Linked DNA regions of Mus musculus: regions 1, 2, 3, 4 and 6 are each linked to region 5. A link is a contact called in public ChIA-PET, HiChIP or PLAC-seq and promoter capture Hi-C data. All regions are on one chromosome and are shown on one strand. Each heading gives the region's core, a stretch centred on a gene start, on an enhancer-like site or on the middle of the called end of the contact. The rest is flanking DNA. Distances are from core to core; before and after follow the strand shown.

What was found. Promoter capture Hi-C pulls out the DNA fragments that hold promoters and counts their contacts. ChIA-PET counts read pairs in DNA pulled down with a chosen protein or histone mark. HiChIP or PLAC-seq counts read pairs in DNA pulled down with a chosen protein or histone mark.
Region 1: a contact with region 5 is called in a promoter capture Hi-C map of liver, with 2.9 times the contacts expected there. The contact joins the enhancer-like site here to the promoter of Cops9 in region 5. A contact is called at or near these places in 14 of 39 promoter capture datasets (3T3-L1-derived adipocytes, the C10 cell line, HPC-7-derived erythroid cells and 8 more), 1 of 15 datasets of contacts at CTCF or cohesin (large pre-B cells), 1 of 484 Hi-C or Micro-C datasets (olfactory sensory neurons) and 11 of 115 datasets of contacts at active chromatin or transcription factors (the 230-238 cell line, T-cell acute lymphoblastic leukemia, astrocytes and 4 more).
Region 2: a contact with region 5 is called in an H3K27ac HiChIP or PLAC-seq map of embryonic stem cells, with 4 times the contacts expected there. The contact joins the enhancer-like site here to the promoter of Cops9 in region 5. A contact is called at or near these places in 13 of 39 promoter capture datasets (the 3T3-L1 cell line, the C10 cell line, the HPC-7 cell line and 6 more), 1 of 15 datasets of contacts at CTCF or cohesin (large pre-B cells), 13 of 115 datasets of contacts at active chromatin or transcription factors (the 230-238 cell line, T-cell acute lymphoblastic leukemia, bone marrow-derived macrophages and 9 more) and 4 of 9 other capture datasets (adipose tissue, embryonic stem cells, embryonic tail and 1 more).
Region 3: a contact with region 5 is called in a promoter capture Hi-C map of hippocampal neurons, with 2.9 times the contacts expected there. The contact joins the enhancer-like site here to the promoter of Cops9 in region 5. A contact is called at or near these places in 1 of 39 promoter capture datasets (hippocampal neurons), 5 of 115 datasets of contacts at active chromatin or transcription factors (double positive thymocytes, effector CD8 T cells, embryonic stem cells and 2 more) and 1 of 9 other capture datasets (adipose tissue).
Region 4: a contact with region 5 is called in a promoter capture Hi-C map of pre-B cells. The contact joins the promoter of Stk25 here to the promoter of Cops9 in region 5. A contact is called at or near these places in 2 of 39 promoter capture datasets (cranial neural crest and pre-B cells), 1 of 484 Hi-C or Micro-C datasets (CD8 T cells) and 1 of 115 datasets of contacts at active chromatin or transcription factors (thymic regulatory T cells).
Region 6: a contact with region 5 is called in an RNA polymerase II ChIA-PET map of memory CD8 T cells, with 6 read pairs. The contact joins the enhancer-like site here to the promoter of Cops9 in region 5. A contact is called at or near these places in 2 of 39 promoter capture datasets (both in embryonic stem cells), 6 of 115 datasets of contacts at active chromatin or transcription factors (the 230-238 cell line, astrocytes, bone marrow-derived macrophages and 3 more) and 2 of 9 other capture datasets (liver and macrophages).

The regions. Positions count from the first base shown.
Region 1 is chr1:91,902,515-91,905,326 of GRCm38.p6, forward strand. No RefSeq gene overlaps it. Among named protein-coding and RNA genes, the nearest start is that of Gm46242, 24 kb to the left of the region's middle. Within about 2 kb of position 1,292, at least 23 of the 459 cell types and tissues checked have an H3K27ac peak or open chromatin away from gene starts, as enhancers often do. A contact at or near this core is called in astrocytes and liver, where this site is marked.
Region 2 is chr1:91,962,588-91,965,521 of GRCm38.p6, forward strand. It overlaps Hdac4 (histone deacetylase 4), which reads right to left. Exons shown (of 27, transcript NM_207225.2): 17 at 2,193-2,239. Among named protein-coding and RNA genes, the nearest start is that of Gm46242, 84 kb to the left of the region's middle. RefSeq lists an enhancer at 341-2,934. Within about 2 kb of position 1,259, at least 23 of the 459 cell types and tissues checked have an H3K27ac peak or open chromatin away from gene starts, as enhancers often do. A contact at or near this core is called in embryonic stem cells, where this site is marked.
Region 3 is chr1:92,037,602-92,040,301 of GRCm38.p6, forward strand. The region is part of intron 3 of Hdac4 (histone deacetylase 4); the gene reads right to left. Among named protein-coding and RNA genes, the nearest start is that of Hdac4, 140 kb to the right of the region's middle. Within about 2 kb of position 1,435, at least 7 of the 459 cell types and tissues checked have an H3K27ac peak or open chromatin away from gene starts, as enhancers often do. A contact at or near this core is called in hippocampal neurons, where this site is marked.
Region 4 is chr1:93,634,163-93,637,133 of GRCm38.p6, forward strand. Stk25 (serine/threonine kinase 25 (yeast)) reads right to left here and starts at 1,565. Exons shown (of 12, transcript NM_021537.3): 1 at 1,385-1,565; 2 at 1,136-1,221. The coding sequence starts at 1,165.
Region 5 is chr1:92,640,672-92,643,371 of GRCm38.p6, forward strand. It overlaps Cops9 (COP9 signalosome subunit 9), which reads right to left and starts at 1,314. Exons shown (of 3, transcript NM_001163425.1): 1 at 1,209-1,314. The coding sequence starts at 1,271.
Region 6 is chr1:91,983,333-91,986,050 of GRCm38.p6, forward strand. Hdac4 (histone deacetylase 4) reads right to left here. Exons shown (of 27, transcript NM_207225.2): 10 at 1,329-1,445; 11 at 1,046-1,241. Among named protein-coding and RNA genes, the nearest start is that of Gm46242, 110 kb to the left of the region's middle. Within about 2 kb of position 1,384, at least 54 of the 459 cell types and tissues checked have an H3K27ac peak or open chromatin away from gene starts, as enhancers often do. A contact at or near this core is called in double positive thymocytes and memory CD8 T cells, where this site is marked.

The sequences.
Region 1 (2,812 bases), core at 42-2,541, 740 kb before region 5:
CCCAGCCATACAATAACTTCTGTTGCTATTTCATAACTGTAATTTTGCTACTGTTATGAATTGTAATGCAACTGTCTGATGTGTAGGATTTCTGATATGAGACCCCCATGAAAGGGTCATTTGACCCCCAAAAGGGTCATGACCCATGCGTTGAGAATCACAGATCTAATGTTTTGCCACCACTGATTTTTCTTTTCCAGTGAGCACCTGTATGACATCCATGGTTTCTGATTGGCCATGTTCTGTGTCAGTCACACCTTTGCATTTCTGTCCTTTTCTGGTCACCCAGTTGCTCCTTTTAGGCTCTCTCTCTCTCTCTCTCTCTCTCTCTTCTCTTCTCTTCTCTTCTCTTCTCTTCCAGATGCTGAAAAGGTCACTTTGGGCCACTGGTAGACAGTTCTTGCTCCCATCCCCCTCTTTTCCCATCCAGAGCCCCTCCCACACACAGGTTCTCATCTGGCTTGCAGGGACTCCTCTCCTCGGGGCTGCACCCCTGGGAGTGTGAGGTGGATGACAGTCAGCCCTGAGTGAGTGGCATTCCCACCAGGCAGGCTGCAGGCTCCTTCCACCTCCTGGGTCTGCACCACAGAGGTGGGGTTGGAAGCTCTTATCTGTGCTTTTAGTCTACTTCCCTTTGGGCACCTTGGATCTACACACCTGACCCTGGGAAACTCTCAGCTTAGTCCCCTTTATTGTGTCCTGAGGTCCTCACCTTGTTTTGGGGGTGGCTAGGACTCTAAACTATATGAGCCTCTTCCTGCTGTAAATGCCAGTAGAGATGAGATCTGATAGTGTACACTTTCAAGCCAGAAGACCCCCATCTTTTTGTTTTTCTTAAGCCGTCTGGGATCCAACACTGAGTACCACCTGTGCAGTTGGCAGCAAAAACACACACACATTGGCAGCAAAGGTCCTAGACCGTCCCAGAGGACTCTGCATTCTCGTGTAGTACTCCATTGGCAACTACTCTCAAGCTTGGCCCAGTGCTTTAAAGCCCCCTCACAAGAGATGAGACCCTGGTTCAGGGCACAGTGTGGACAGATCTCAGGTGGGCAGGACACCCAGCCCTCCCCTTCCCCACCCACTGTTTATGAAACAGGGCTAGAGTTTTACTAAAGACAGAACGGGCTTTTGGCTTCAAGCTGTTCTGGCCTTGTGCCTGGAAACAAATAAACAAAAACCTCCCGGAGGCCAAAAACTTACAAAATGCCTGGTGAACTGCCTGGAATTGGACAAGAGAGAAACACACAGGACAACAAAGGTTTAACATCCAGACCGTCCAGTTTGACATCAGGATGAGGGGCAGGAGCCAGTGAGCCACCCTTAGAGAACACATCTTCACTGACAATCTGATAGTCACACAGGCTGCGGGTCCAGAGTCCAGGAAGGTGGAGACATTTGGTGCAGGCCACAGGGTGCCCAGGTCCATCCCGAAGGCTGTGTCTCAGGCCCACATGGAGCAAGGCCACACTGGGTTACTGACAAAATCCTCCCTGATGTTTAACTGTGTTTAGTGGGCTGGGGAATGGTATGTTTATGTGTTTACAACATGTAAGTCAGGAGTGTTTCTCATGACTGTCTCTTAAAAGAGGCAAGCTTTAATTACTGAACCTTGTAGGAACACCACGGGCTACAGTGGCCTTGGCTCGGCAGAAGGCTGTGCTCTGTCCCCTGGAGAGGATGTGGTGACTGGCTCTCTGTCCTGTGTATGCTCCCTGCTACCTCCACAGCCCCTCCTGAGCAAGGGACTCTAGTTTCATAGCTGGCTGTGTCTGCCTGTGCCTGTGACATAAACAGACTTATGGCTTTGATGGTGTCACCTCTGAAAGCTGTGTGTGACCCTAGTGGGTGACAGGGGCTTAGCAGACTGAATCTTAAGCTGGACAGTCTGGCTAGGGTGGACTCCAAAAATCCCATGACAGTGTCCTTAGGAGGTGAGTGGGAAAGGCCACTTGGGGATGCACTTGTATGTCTTCTCTACAAACCACGCAATGCCAGGGCCCCCAGCCACCCAAGAATGGAGAGAGGCCTGGCATGGGTTTTCTCTCAACCTCTGAAAGAACTAACTCAGCCACCACAACCTGGGACACTTGGCCTCCACAGCTGGAAGAGTAAGTCACAGCTTTTAGCCACCAAGCTCCTGTTTTCTTAGATCAGCCTCAGGACACTCAAGCAGGAGCTGCAACTGACATGTGATAAACACCATGACCAAAGCAACTCATCGAGGAAAGCGTCTATAGTCCATCAGGAAGCAAAATCCAGACAAGAACTCAAGGCAGGAGCCTGGGGGCAGAAACTGAAGCAGAGGCCCTGGAGGAGAGGTGGGTACTTTCTTGCTTGCCCTGACTTACTCAATCTACTTTCTTATGTCATCCAAGACCACTTGTCCAGGGTGGACTTCCACCAATGACTGAGAAAATGCTCCACGGTCTCAGGTACAGCCCGATCTGAAGAATGCACTTCCTCGGTTGGCACACCCTCTTTCCCAGTAAGAGAGACAGCTTTGCAGCATGAGAGCACTAACCAGGCAGACAAAAGTCACTCACGAGGCCAGAGAAGCAGCACCACACTGGTGAAACTGTCCCCACTGGGGACGACGCATTAATGTCAACTCGGAGATTTCCTCTTGGCTTGCAGTTTCCCACCTGGAGAGGTTGTTACTCTAAAGAGCAGAGTGAGCTCAGGTCTAGAACCTGGAGGCTCCTCGGGGTGTCTAAAGCACAGCACACACACACACACACACACACACACACACACGTATGTATGTGTGCATGTATGTATGTATGTATGCATGTATGTGCAAAGTGCAGAC
Region 2 (2,934 bases), core at 9-2,508, 680 kb before region 5:
GGTGGCTGGAGAGACAGCCATGGGTTCTGGGAACTTAACTCTTATGTTTTTGGTTGTGAGCCTAGCCTTTAAGGATGGAGTCATCTCTCCAGCTTGAGCTTGACTTTATTAAAGAGCATGTCTAAGACATGGGGAAGGGACTACACATGACATGTGCCAGTTCTTCCAGGACTCTCTGTAGACTACTCTCTGGGCATCACAGGTCAGTGTCTGTAACCTGACCAAGCTCCTTTCTGCAGAGAGGAAGGAATAAACCCCAGGATTCCAGGCTGCTATCATGGCAAGACTTTCTGCTATTTTGTCCCCAGTTATGTCTACCAGCTGCTTCCGTTAGGGTGGTGATGCTAACGGGAGCAAGAGGAAAGTGCTTTATAGGAAGTACAGACAGAAATATCTGGGAAATGAAGCTGAATACTGACAACGGAGCATGTGGCAAATCTGGGTGAGCCCTGGGAATGAGGGGCTCAAGTTGCAGTCGGAGGAGGTAGAAGCCAGCAGAAGCCAGCCTACATTTCCAGGCAGGGCAGGGCAGGAGCAGGAAGTCAAAGACACAGGCCTTTACTAGTCTCAAGTTCACAATAATGAGGTGAACAAAACAGAAGAGTTTTTATTTGGTTTGGAAAAAAAAGATCAAAAGTATTTCAAACTTTTACTTAACAGAGCGAATAAGGATTGGTTTTTTACATTCTAAAAGAACTACCATATGACAGAACTGGCAATGGGAAGCTGCTTCCAGGTACAGAGGGGCCTGCCCTTAGGTCCCCACTCCTCATCCCACACAGGTCTCAGATTTCCCATAGCATCTGCACTGCTCTTTCTGACACCTCAGTGGGTGGAGGGGGAGCGAGCCCTGGAAATCTTGGGAGGAAAACTGAGTCCATGGCTGTAGCAGAGACCCAAAGAGACACTAAGTCAGAGCTTCTGGGCTGCCTTGCTGCCTCTGGGCCTCCCTTCTGCAGGCTGGGCCCCATGGGCTCCCCTCACATCTGTTCAGTACGCCTGCATTCATTTGGCATGCCGGTTGGACCTCAGATCTGGGGTTAGTTGTGCAGGAGTCTGCCTGGGTTTGACCCCTAGGTCTGAGCTTGCATTTAGTTTTCATTTGCAAATTATAAATGCTGCCTCGCACAGGACCCTCTGGCTGCAGGGCAGTGCAAATCCAAATCTTTTCAAGTTGGGCCAAAAATTTGCCCTGAATTAAGAGATTGCAGCCTATTTACAATACAAAACAAAATAACTCCAGGAGAGCTTGGTGGTAGTATGAATAGATGCCATCATTCTCTTTCTGACGGGGCAATTTTCAAAGCAGCGATTTCTGTAAAGACTCAGGAAGAAAACAATTTTGTTTCATTTCCATAACAGAATCCAGACCTCAGCTTCACCTCACAATCTGTGATCAAACACAGCACAGGTTTTGCTAGGACAAGTTTGGCCATGTGTTGGCCCAACACACCAGGCGCTGTTGTGACTCTGAAGGTCAGAAGATCAGACAGGAGGCTTGGTCCCACTCTCTTATCCCAGGGGACAAGAGTACTGCAGAACCTCTGCCTCCTGAGGCCAATTTGGCAGCACAAGCTAAGGCTGTCTACACAGGTGGAGTAGATATCTTGACGGCTGCCTAGTTTTTTGTCATTTGTGTGTCTGAGTCTGTTCTCCAAGTGACTAGCTACTCGTATCACCTGGTTATAGAAATGCAAGGCCACCATAAACCAGAGAATGTCTTACAAATGTCATCTGACCCATGGATGCTCTGGTCACTGCACAGAAAACTATCTGGAGTACAAACTAGAGCGTGGCAAGAAAAGTCCACAATTCCCTAAGAGGCCTCTGTGGCCTGTATGGACAAGCATGTAGCACTGCTGTGAACGTACGCCATGAGGCACAGTGTACACATGAGGTGCGTAAGAGCTGTGGCCTAGTAAGATGCATTGTTAGACAACCTTCCCCAAAGAAAGGTGCCTGAGTTCCGTGAAAAAAAAACAAAAAAAACAAAAAAAACAAAAAAACCAAAAAAAACCAAAAACGCTCTCAGTCCCTTTGAAGCCCCAGATGGCCCCGCCCACCCCATAGTACTGTTTATGGAAAACACCTGGCAGCCATTACCCACTCGAGAGAGCAAGGCAATGATTTCTGTGACCACTGAGGCCCTGAGAACAAACAGGACATTATTTACACATTAAAGAAATGCTTACCCCAACACCACCACAAGGAAGCCTGACGAACACTGAGGTCAGCGAGCCTGTGGGGAGAAGGACAGGGTCAGAAGATCAGGGTAGCACTGGCTCTGTGAGTGCCCAGTCTGAAAAGCATGCTGTGGACCCTAGGACAAGACTGGTTCTTAGAGTCCCACAGGCTCTGCTGCAAGACTCTACCACCAGGCAGCAAGGGCAAGGAGAGTGGCTCTGCCAGAGTCTGAAAGGAAGCAGCGTTTTATGGGTAGGCAGCCACAGGAGGTGGGAGTGGGCCCCTGAGGAGTTGGCACAGCCTTGCACAGTCCAGACACCATGCTGCCCATACATCTTGTGGGTAGGGGAGCTTGTTTGTACCTGACAGTGTTCCTATTACAGAACAGAACCTCTTCTGTTGAGGGCTGGCAGATCTAGGGGTTAGGGGAGGCTGGTTGTGTTTACATATCTGGCTGGAGTTCCTAGCATGGATCTGAGTAAACTCGCCCACTCCTGGCCTGCAGCTAAATGCACTAAGCCATTATGGACAGTGCAGGAACAAGGACATGCCTGCATATTTCCTGCTACTATGAGTCCTCAAATTCACAGCTCTGTGTGGCCTTCCACTTCCTATTGTTTCTTGATGGCTAGGGCACTTGGTTCCTGCCTGGGCCAGCTTCTTACTATCCCTGCCATTCTCCTTAAATGGACGAACACCCACAGCCTAGGTCCAGGTCTTGGTCTTTATTTGCATATAAAAACATGGGAG
Region 3 (2,700 bases), core at 185-2,684, 600 kb before region 5:
ACATTCAAAGACCAACAGCTCCCGCACGTTTATGCTATCCAGATCCCTGGCCTTTGGGCTGAGGAGCAGCTCAGATATTTCAAGAGTAGTGTTCTTTTCTTGCAGTCCCTGCTCCCAGCCTGGCCTGGGGCTACCTGTCCCAGGTGGAACAGAACTGAATGGAATCTCACACTAAAGGCATCAGTTAGGGAGTTGCCAGCTTGGTGCCTAAGGCCTCCGCTTCCAGGCCTCCTTCTCTCTCTTAGAGAGGTCTGTAGCTACTTGAGCCCTGCAGAATGAAGGCTGAGCCTTGGAGGCACCTGGCAGTCTGTAGCAAACAAACCTTTAGTGGACACCTTTAGAAGGGAGACAGTCATGCAGCACTGCGGGGGGGGGGGTTCTTCTGCCTCCACACCAGCAGACTGCTTGCTTCCATTTCTTTTCTTGAGGGGAAGACACTCCGTGGTGTCACCTAGTCACTCAGTGTTCTGGAGAGGGCTCTGGCTTTGTTGGGTCTGCCAGGTAAGCAGAGGTTTCCAAACCCACTTTCCACCTTCCAAGATGTGGCCTGCATGCCCCTCTCACTCTTGCTGGCTTACCACCCTTTGCTAGATGTTCATTTTTACGTGTTTGGGGACAATTTCAAAAGTACACAAAGCAAGACCAGTGAGATGGCTTAGGAGATGTAAAGACCCAAGTTCTAGCCCCAGAGCCCTCCTGGTGGAAAGAGTAAACTGACTTGCACCCAGAGGCATATAGGCTAGCACACATGCATACAAGCACACAAGCGCGCGCGCACACACACACACACACACACACACACACACAGAGGCACTCACTCATGCACACATGCACGCTCATGTACACAGAATAACTGGTTTTTCAAAGTACATAAAACAGAAAGAACTGTGCAATGGACTCTTCACCTGGTCCTGGTTCTTTTGAGTGTACACCTATATATACCTCTTCCTTCACACCATTTTATCCATACATACCGGACAAATGTCTCTGGAAGATTCTTATAGAACAGTAAGATACTGTCAGCATATCCAAGTAAGTTAGTAAGAATTCCACGCTATTAAGTGACTAGAAAGTCACCCCACTTTTTAGTCTTAAAAATGGATTTTATATTGTTTGAATCAGGACCCAGTAAGGGCAGGCACTGCCAGCAAACTGTATCTCTCAGAGACACTGTAATGTGCCAGCACATGTGAAGGAGCTTCCCACCCCACCCCTGCTCCTCTCATGAACACATGCCAGCTACAGAAACTGGCTACCTGCCCTGCAGCTCTACTCATGACGCTTGCCTGGATCAATGAACTCCTTGCCATAATAACATATTATTATATGACAGTTGGCTTTCTGCCAACTGGGATATGTTCTTAGGGCCTGGCAGATCTGGCTATGATTTTCCAGCAAGAGCCTGAGAAGCTAGGAGGCTGGTGGGGGCATCCCAGGTAGGTGTTAGCAGCTAACCATGGCTGTTGCTAGTAGCAACAACCCTTCTGGTTCCACAGTTGCTTCTTTTTGAGTGTTCACTGGGTTTTTCTGTAAAAGCTCTCTGCCTTGTTACTCTGACTAGAGGGCTTTGTAAGAAAGGGAGGACAGGTGCTTGCCTTTTTTTTTTTTTTTTTTGCCAAGTTTTAAAATTAATGATCAGTCTTCCAGTGTGGGTGGTGTGTTTTACAATATCCTAATGACGTGAGTCTCTCTTAGCTACAGATCTCACAGATACTTAAATAGCCCTGTCCTCAGTCACAGGGAGACTTGGGGCTGGCCCAAGTTCTGAAATCCAAAGGTTTCAGAATAGCTCTATTCTGATGGGACATACTGACCTGTTTTGGCTCTTAGAATTGTCTTGACCCTCATGTAGGTCAATGTTTAGCAATCAGACTTTAACTATTGGGATGAGTGCTATTATGGGATGGACTTTTGGCATAGTGTGTTACTGTCATTCTTGTACATTTCTAAAGGGAATGAAATAGCACACATGTGTTTCAACCTCCATCTTGCCTTGTCACTTGAGAGCACCAAACTTATTCAGACCATCACTCACAAGTACTGAAGAGCCTGTCTAACTCTACTCAGAATTCTGATTTATCTGCAACATCCCTTCCCAAAGATGTCTGAAATGTGATTACAATTACTTAATGTGCACGTGAGCATGCAGGTGCAATTGTATGAAGGACTTACAGTGGAAAAGTCAAAAGCACGTTATAGAGCAAACATCTAAGAACGTTTTGCATCTAAGAATGCATGCACAACACAGAGGCATGGCCTGAGCCTCAAAGGCAGGAAAGTTTTATTTTCTCTGCCTCACTGCAATGCTCGTAGGAAATGCCCAAGAACTTTGCTAGCAATTCATCAGGATAGAAATCATGCTTGAGAAAGAAGCTAGCGATGGTATAAACAGAAGATGCACTGTGGTATTTACTCTTCAGTAACCAAACTGTAAAGAAAGGTATTGTGGGTGCATCTATGGGAAAGCTGTCTGATTGGCACTGGGCAGGAGAGATGCATGCCATACACAGCCTATGCTATATGTATTCTCTGAGTTGAGTTTTCCATGCATGGTTCTGGAGGAGGCAACATAAGTTTCTAGGCACTGATTAACCCCATGTTTTTTCTTCTAGACAGGACGGTACGCAATTGTATCCAGTCCTATGAGAGGCACTGCTCTAAGCTGGAAGTCAGAAATCTGCACATGCAACTCCTTTCCTT
Region 4 (2,971 bases), core at 315-2,814, 990 kb after region 5:
ACAAAAGGAGCAATTTCATAGGACTCTATGGCAGCCATCTTGGGAGAAAGCAGCCCTACAAAGGTTTTGTGTCACTTTCAGAAGCCAAGTATGTCTAGGCTGGACACAGGCCCCTAAAAAGACAAAAAGGGTGTTTTCTCTTTGAGAAAGGTCCCCTAGCCATCATTACTGTACTCCTTCGCAATTCATAGCTCCAATTTGTCATCCTGGGACCTTCATAAGCTAAGCTTAAGTCTCTTAAAAATAAACTAGAGGCAGATTTTTTTTCTCTCTCTCTTAGTATGTTATATAATTAGAGGCGAAATGTCAAAATGTATTAAAAATGTGTTAGCTTAATTCAGCATCAGTTAGCAAGCTCGGGATCCCATCTGTGACAGCTGGGCCAAAAGCCCTCCCCAACAGCTGTGAGTAGTCTTCCAGGCTGGTTTGGTTTCCTCCAAGGAGCCCTGCCTCCAATTCCTGCCCACAAGCAGCGGACGGACATGCTTCCTGTCTACACAACCAGTTCTCAAGGATGCAGGGAGAAGGGGGGTCAGGGTGGGGTGGGGTGAGCGGCTGCACTGTCCTCAGGAACTGATTCCTTCACTGTGCAACTGTCAAGCCTAAGCCTATCTAAACCAAGCCCTTAAAACGCAAATCCCACAGCTAAAGCCAGAGGAAAATCAGCCGCCAAGGCAGCTCATTCCACTTCACTAGCTGTCTGTCATATTGCTCTGAAATAACAACACCACAAATAAAATAAAGGCGAGAAAGGGGGTCCAGAGAGCAAACCACCGAACCCTCTGACCCTACGCAGCCCTCATCTCCTGTGCGGTCCCGTGTCGGGGTTCCATCCCGTTAGCCAAGGAAGGTGGAGTCCATCTTCTGGGAAGGTGCTCCGAGCCTGGGTCAAGCAGGTTGTGCCCAGGGCAGGTTCCTGCACCTGCCCCCAGCAGCTCCCGAGCAGAAGCGCTCGCCCCGCAGACGTTCCCTGGGGCTCACGTCTTCCGCAGGCGCTGGCTCGGCACAGGCCAGAGTTCCAACGGCCCCAAGACGCGCCCCGAGGCAGACGGCCTCCGCCCCTCTCCCGCCTCAAGTGGACAAATCCGCTCCACAGCGAACCACGGACTCGGGGCACGCCGACGCCCACACTCACCTGGTGCGCGAAGCCCCGGAGGTGAGCCATGTCCCCGCTGACGTGACCAGTCCGTCGCAGCCGCTCCGCCCGCTCGCCTCAAGCACCTGCGAGAAACCGCAGGCCGCTCGGTCAACAGTGGCCAGGGGGACCCGTTCCGTGGCGTCCCTCCACCCGCGACCTCCGGTCCCGCGCCCAGGGCCCCCGACCCGCCCTCAGGGCGTGCCCGGCCTCCCCAACATTCAGGCGAGGCCCGCTGGCAGCGCCCACCTCCGGGCGGCTCCATCTCGGACTCCGGGCCCGCTTCGCAGTCCCCACGGCGGCTCACACCGCAATTCGGTCTCCCGGAACGCCCAGGCCTCCCAGCCCGTGAGGTGGAGGCAGCGGCTCTGAGCAGGGCGTCGTGGCGAGCGCGAAGCTCTGTGGGACTAGGAGTCCCGCAGCCCGCCCCGTACCCCGGGCACGCAAAATTGAGACTACAAGTCCCAGCAGGCTGCGCGGTAGGATGAGGTGTTACGCAAGTGCTCCGGGGCCCTGATGGCGACAGACTACAAGTCCCAGGAGAACTTGCGGTGGGCGGTCAGTGGAGAGGCACAAATGCGCCACAGATTGGATCCGAACCTTGAGATATGCCCGAGCTGGGCTGCCCCTCCTGTCAGGCCGCGCGGTGACGGGTGCAGCGCGTGCGCAGTTGCCTTGACGTTTTCTAGGCTTTTTTTTCTCTTTTTTTTTCAGCCCTCCTCTCATTTTCCCAGTTCTGTTTGCCAAGCTTCTGAGACCCATACTGTGTGCCTGGAGTGCGAACCCACATTACCCTCATATCCTGGTGCTCCAGCTTTAACCGCAGTGTGACCTTCTTGTCTGCGCTTAGCAACACACACACACAAGGAGTACGCCCACGCGCGCCCTTAGAAAAGTCGCCCATTGTTGGACAAGTGCTTCTCTCCTGCCTCAGTTTCCCTATCTGAAAAGGTTTAATCGTAGGTCCCCAGGACATGACCTGGCGCTGGGAAGAGTTGTGTGGTCCAGCGGGGATTTCCAAAGGTTGGAAGATGCCTTTCATCCTGTGAATTCAGTATGAGTGACTAGTCAGCAATGTCCACTTCTATGCAGTCTCCTAGTGTTCCACGGGAGGGAGATTTGGCTCCATACTGTGTCCATTCCTATGACGGCTCAGTGCAAACCACCATAATGTCCCTACTCCCCAACTCATAAAGGCTTGTTGTTTCTGTTCTCTGGTGGATTTTCTTCCTGGGCACCATCCTGGAACCTTAAACCTTGCATGCAAGACCTTGCATCAGATTCTTTAACCGCCAAATTTTACTACATGTTGATTAGGTTTTCTTTGCTGTGTTTTTCCCCAGAAGAAAATAGACTTCCAGCAAACAGCCCTGCCCTGGATCCTGAAGCACCTTGGTTTCCTCCCCTCCCCCGCCCCAAGGCATCAACAATAGGGGCAAATATTTTTATTGCCCCTGAAAAAGATCATCTGTAGGATGGCCTTCAGCCTACCTATCCCTCCTATAGAAAAGTCTGAAATTAGGCAAGGCCAACTCTATTAAGACTTATTTATGTACATATATGTGTATGTTAAATGTGAACAGGAACCTACTGAGATCTGAAAAGGCCTGGATCTGGAGTTGCAGAGGGTCATATGCTGAATGGCATGGGTGCTAGAACTAAATTCTGGTCCTCTGGAAGAGCAACAAGAATTCTTAATGATTGAGGAATCTCTGTAGGCCTTTATTTTTGATTTTTAAGACAGGACCTCATTCTGTAGCCTAGGCTGGCTTAAAACTCTCTATGTGGCCCTTTTTGGCCTCAAATTCACAGCAGTTCTGCCTCTGCCTCTGCCTC
Region 5 (2,700 bases), core at 64-2,563:
AATCACAGAGCCCACTTCATTCTGCAGACGTCCTTATGCGGACCTGCTTGTTCATGCCCCTCGGTGTTCAATTATGCCCTGGCTGGTTTTGTGTGTCAGCCTGACACAAGCTAGAGTGTCATCAGAGAGGAAGGAGCTCAGTTGAGGAAATGTCTCCACAAGATCCAGCTGTAAGACGTTTTCTCAATTAGGGAGAGCCCAGCCCATAGTAGGTGGTGCCATCCCTGGGCTAGTGGTCCTGGGTTCTATAATAAAACAGGCTGAGCAAGCCTCAGTGAACAAGCCCGCCAGCAAGCAGCACCCCTCCATGGTCTCTGCATCAGCTCCTGCCTCCAGGTTCCTGTCCTGCCTTCCTCCAGTGATGACCTGGAAATGTAGGTCAAATAAATCCTTTCCTCCCCAACTTGCTTTTTTGGTTATGGTGTTTGTCACAGCAATAGAAACCATAAGACAAACAACAAGGCATCCCCTTCCTTTAGTGGACAAGGGAGCATCGCTCTGCTCCGCTACTATGGCTCTCGTCATCTATATCCCAAGGTCAACAGGGCACATCCTTCAATATTTGGATCAGGGCAAGCTCCTCTCTTAAGCCTCAACTGAGCCGACTAAAACCCCACGGATACGTCTGTAGGGCACCCTCACCCCACCCTACCCTTGCTTAGGATATGCAACCGGCCTCTTCGGGCCACAACTGACATCTCTCAGGTCCGGGGATACGTTCCCGCATCGCCCTACTCGCTGAGCTTTGAGGAGGAACAGGAAGCAGACATACAAGAGCTGGCTGACACTCCTGATCATAACCACCCATATCAGGGAGAGATCTGTGACCATGGTGGAAATCAAAAGCACAGGATCGCTCGAAAACTCTGTATGTGTCTACACGAAATAACCGAGTCCCAGCACCAAGCACGCAGTTACCACACACCATCCCTTACCCTTCTCTCAGAGCTTGGGGTCTTGAGGCCTGTCAGTGCGTAAGCCTCGCTCGGGCCTTCCCTCTCTGGAAGATTTATCAGGAGCCACAATCAACTGACAGCGAGCAAACCCTACTTCCTCGCTGCAGTTCACGTTAACAGTCGCGGGCCCTGCGACTGTCCCCGGCAGCTCCCGCTTCCCCAGCCTCTGAATCCCCAAAGGCCTGGGCTCCCGCGCAGGTTTGCAGGCGTGCTCCCACCCCCACGCATCGCTCCGCGCCGCCACCACCCCACCTCATCCAGGTCCACATAGGGCCCCGCGCCCTCGGGGAACATCTCATCCACTGCGGGTTTCATCTCGACAAGGCGGCGTTGCGCTCACTTCCGGCCAGCCCCTTCTACTTCCGGCGTTCTTCCGAGCACGTCTAGACCTCGGAGGACCGCGCCTCGGTGGCACTCGCTGGCCTGGCTGCAGGGCAGCTCTCTGGGAGCTAAAGAGGGCAGCGGATTAGATGACGGTCTAAGGACCAGCAACACCGCACAGCACGAGTTGTCAGCGGAGAAAGGAGACTCTCCATTTCCCAGCAGAGCTGCAGTTCAAAACCATCCGAATGGCTACTGTTTAGGATTCGCAGGCAGTAATGGATTGGCTAGAAGATGGGGGTATTGGATCCCCGGGTGCTGTTGGGGGTAACAGAAATCCAAAAGTAGTCCACGCTCAGTGATCACTCACAGGGTCACCTCGGCCAAAAGGAGGAAGCAACCCAGTGCACGCAGACAAGATGGGCTTTATCTACACGGTGAGATAGTGTGGAATCCTAAAACTAAGAAGGGATTCCTAAGCTATGGGCATGGAGGACCCTTAAGGATGTTGTTAAGTGAAACGTAAACAAACGCTGTGTACCACTCATAAGTGATCCCTAGAGCAGTCAGACTCATAAATGCAGCAGTGTTGGAGATGGTGGTTGCTCAGTGGACACAGTTTTAGATCTGCAAATCAAAAGTTCTAGAGGTGTGCGGTGGGGTTGGGGGGGAAGGTGTCCATTAAATGACTGGACTGTCCCCTGAGAGGTGGCCAGGGGGATACATGTTAGGGTGCTATATTATACCATGGTTTTTAAAGAATGAATGAAAGAAAAAAGATGGGGAAGGGACAGAGAGGTGTGGATCATTGTCAGAGAGGGCCTGAGATGCTCTGACAGACTAGAATACTCTAGTGAGTCTCCTGGATGTCCCCCTAGGATCCTCTGAGCACCTCCTGATAAAATCCAGGTTTAACAAGTATCCCTGTAGCAAGAAGCCTGAAATCCAGCTGATACCTGCCTGCTCTCCATGTCTGATAGGGCTCTTCACCCTCCACTATCCCCAGACGATGTCCTCTGGTCCTGACTTCAGCAAAGCGTCTGTGTTACCCCTGAGTTATTTCCCATCTACCCCCACCCTGCCCCTTGACTGTCAGTCCCTCTTGCTACTGTGGTTGCGCTGAGTCTCTCCAGCAGTTCAAGGCTTTTGCTCCTGTGCCTCTCCTGATGGTTTTGGATGTTTTCCCTTCCTCTGCGTTCAAAGAGTTGGAGAACTGTTGGTTGGTTGGGTGGGTGGGTGGGTTGGGTAGGATTGGGTTTTTGGTTTGGTTGGGTTTTCCTTTAACAACTTTGAGGTGTCAGGGGCTTGGTTGGGGTGCAGGCTGCTAGAGTGAAAATGGGGATCACAGGTAAGGACAGATCTAGGGAAACCTACTCAGCCAGGATATAATGGGAACTGAGCCTAGACAATCACTCCTACCCCT
Region 6 (2,718 bases), core at 134-2,633, 660 kb before region 5:
CCAGCAAGATTTAATATCAAAACAGCAACAGAGGTTCAAATAAATACAATAAAGAGACAAACCAAAACCAAAACCCAGCTAACCCCAAAGGAAAAACCTCAACCTGGAGATCAGCACCGACTGGGCTGCTGGGTGTCAGACGCTGCCTACGGGAACTGAGTCTTTTCACTTTGTCACTCTGTGCTAGCATCTCACTCATAGATGGGAAGATGAAGCCCATGGTCCCTGGCTTCCAAGAGAACAGACAGGAAGGGGCCTGAGTGTAGGGAGCGGTCCATGGTCACTGAGACACTGCTCTCAGAGCTGGAGGAGGGTGTCCCAGCAGACCAAGTGCTGTTCCTGTCCAGATCACTGACTTGGGAGAGCCAAGGGCATACTAGGGACAAAAAGCACAAGACAGGAAACCAATACCAAGCCCTACAGACCAACTCACCCCAGTAGGTGGGAACTCTAACACACCAACCAGAGGCTGGCCCAGGGGAACACTGGAACATGGACAACGCCAGTTCTAGGATTGCTCTGGCTGTGATTCTGAGTGAAGCAACAGGTGTGAAGAAGTCACCCACTGACCTAAGGATGATGTAGAGAACTGGGCCAAGTCACCAATAGGGAGGGTTGTGTGTCTCATGAGAAACATTCCACATGCCATCATTTCTGAAACAGTCCCTCCAAAGTGTGGTAACTGGGTAAATGTCACGAGTTTACTTTGTCTCAAACTTGTATTTTTCTAAATGCAATCATCCTCAAGCTGAGAAATCAACGGTCACTTCTGCACTTCATGCACTTGCTTCCTCGAGCTGTAGGGAAACCAATCAGTGGGAGAGCAGGAGGCTAAACAGAGGGCCACTGGCACTGACTGGTACTCCTTGGTCATTTTTCTAAGCAGGACACAGTTTTTTGCCACAGTTAAGGTAGCTATCACATTACAGAGAACCATAGAGTTTCTACTGTTGTATGGGCTCAGTTGTTCTTTCCAGCCTTCTTTAAAAGCTACAGGAGGCCAAGGAAACTGCTAACGCCACAGAGATCTCCTTGTGGTTCTTACCTGTGACAAGGGGTGTCTGGGTGGGTGGCTGCTCCAGCAGGACCATGTGCTGCAGGAGGGGGTTGTGAGCTGCTGCACCGTCCCTCTCCAGGGGCGAGGTGCTCAGGTACGGGGTGAGGTGGGTCCCAGGGAACAAGATCCGCTGCTGGAGAGCTGGGAGAGCAAGCCTCTCAGCATCCTGCTGACCTGCCGCACCCTGAAAGGCAGAACCAGTAAACTCAGGCTGTGGGAACTGGAGTAGACAACCACCCCATGCCACACAGACCCACAGAGGCCAACTTACAGCGGCAGGGCCAGTGGCAGGAAGTCCCAAGGTGATGTTGGGTAAGGATGGTGACGTGTAGAGAGGAAGTGGGGCGACTGAGCCTTCTCGAGTCACAAGTCTGTGTGCCAAGCTCGTCTGTAGACAGAAGACATTGTGACCGTCAGAGTCTACTACAGACATTCCAATACAAGCAGCATACCCAGGGCTGCAAGGGCACTTACAGCATGAGGTGCTGATGTGTGGTTGCCTGGTGCAAAACAAACTGTGCAGACTGTGGCCTCCAGTGCAGGGAAGACCACAGCATGCCACCGGAACTGAATCAGGGCTCCCATTCCTGAGTTTTCCCCTCTTAATGGGCTCCTGCTACCTTGTTTGTTTTTATTCAATCTGCCTACTTACCATAAAGCTATGGGTAGGATATTTAGAACAACACATCTTAAAATATTTTTGTAGTTAGAAGTTTTTCAAGAATGACATCAAAAGCAGAAAGCAAGGAGAAAGTTAATGGTGAGGAGGAAAAACCCTGTTCTTATAAAGGTAGATGATGACAGGAATCTGCAATGCGCAGGAAAAACAAAGACTGGAATATAAAGAACTTGTCAATCATAGACCAATTAACATGAGAGCAGAACTCAATAAAGACAATGACAAAAGCACCCATTTTAAGGGAAATGAAAAAATGCTCAACTTTTATCAGTGACTGAAAAACATATTTACCAAGTCATCAAACTGACAGATTTTGTAAAAGCTCAGAAAAGCTGAACCAAGTGGTCATGGGATTATAAACTGCTGTCCTTTTTTGCAGATTGATTTCGCAGTCTGTGTTTGGAAGCCTTAAAAGCTGTGTTGCTCTTGACTGTGAGGCTCCACTCTGAATGCAGTGGGAAGAAACAGCCCTAAGAAAATGGCTCCCAAGCACATGAAGTCAGCCACAGGGTCATTTAAGCAGTCTGATGGCAGCAGAGTATGTGGCTTCCACCTTGCTGCAAGTCATAGCTAAAAGAACACAGGGACTTGTACATATCAACACACAGAGGTCAGGGACTGCCCTGATAATCATGCTAGCCGTTATTTCTGTTTATTAGAGGTTATTATTCTGTCATTACTGGTGTTACTTCTAAGGTCAGTGTTAGAGGTACATTTAGGGTAGGTTTGTCACTAGAGTTAGTGTTCTTCTTGGGGTTGGAGCAGAGGTTAGGCTTAGGGTTACTATTGGTGGCAGAGCTAGGGTTAGGATTAGGTTACAGCTTGGTATAAAATTAGTGCAGGAGCTTCCTGGGAGTGTTGGGGTTCCTCAGTGAGCCTGGGCCAGTGGTCAGACATTGCATACTCTGCAGGAGTGTGAGCATGTGCAGTTTGTAATAAGAGGTGTGTTAACTACCAGCACTTCAGGCTTTTGGGACACTGC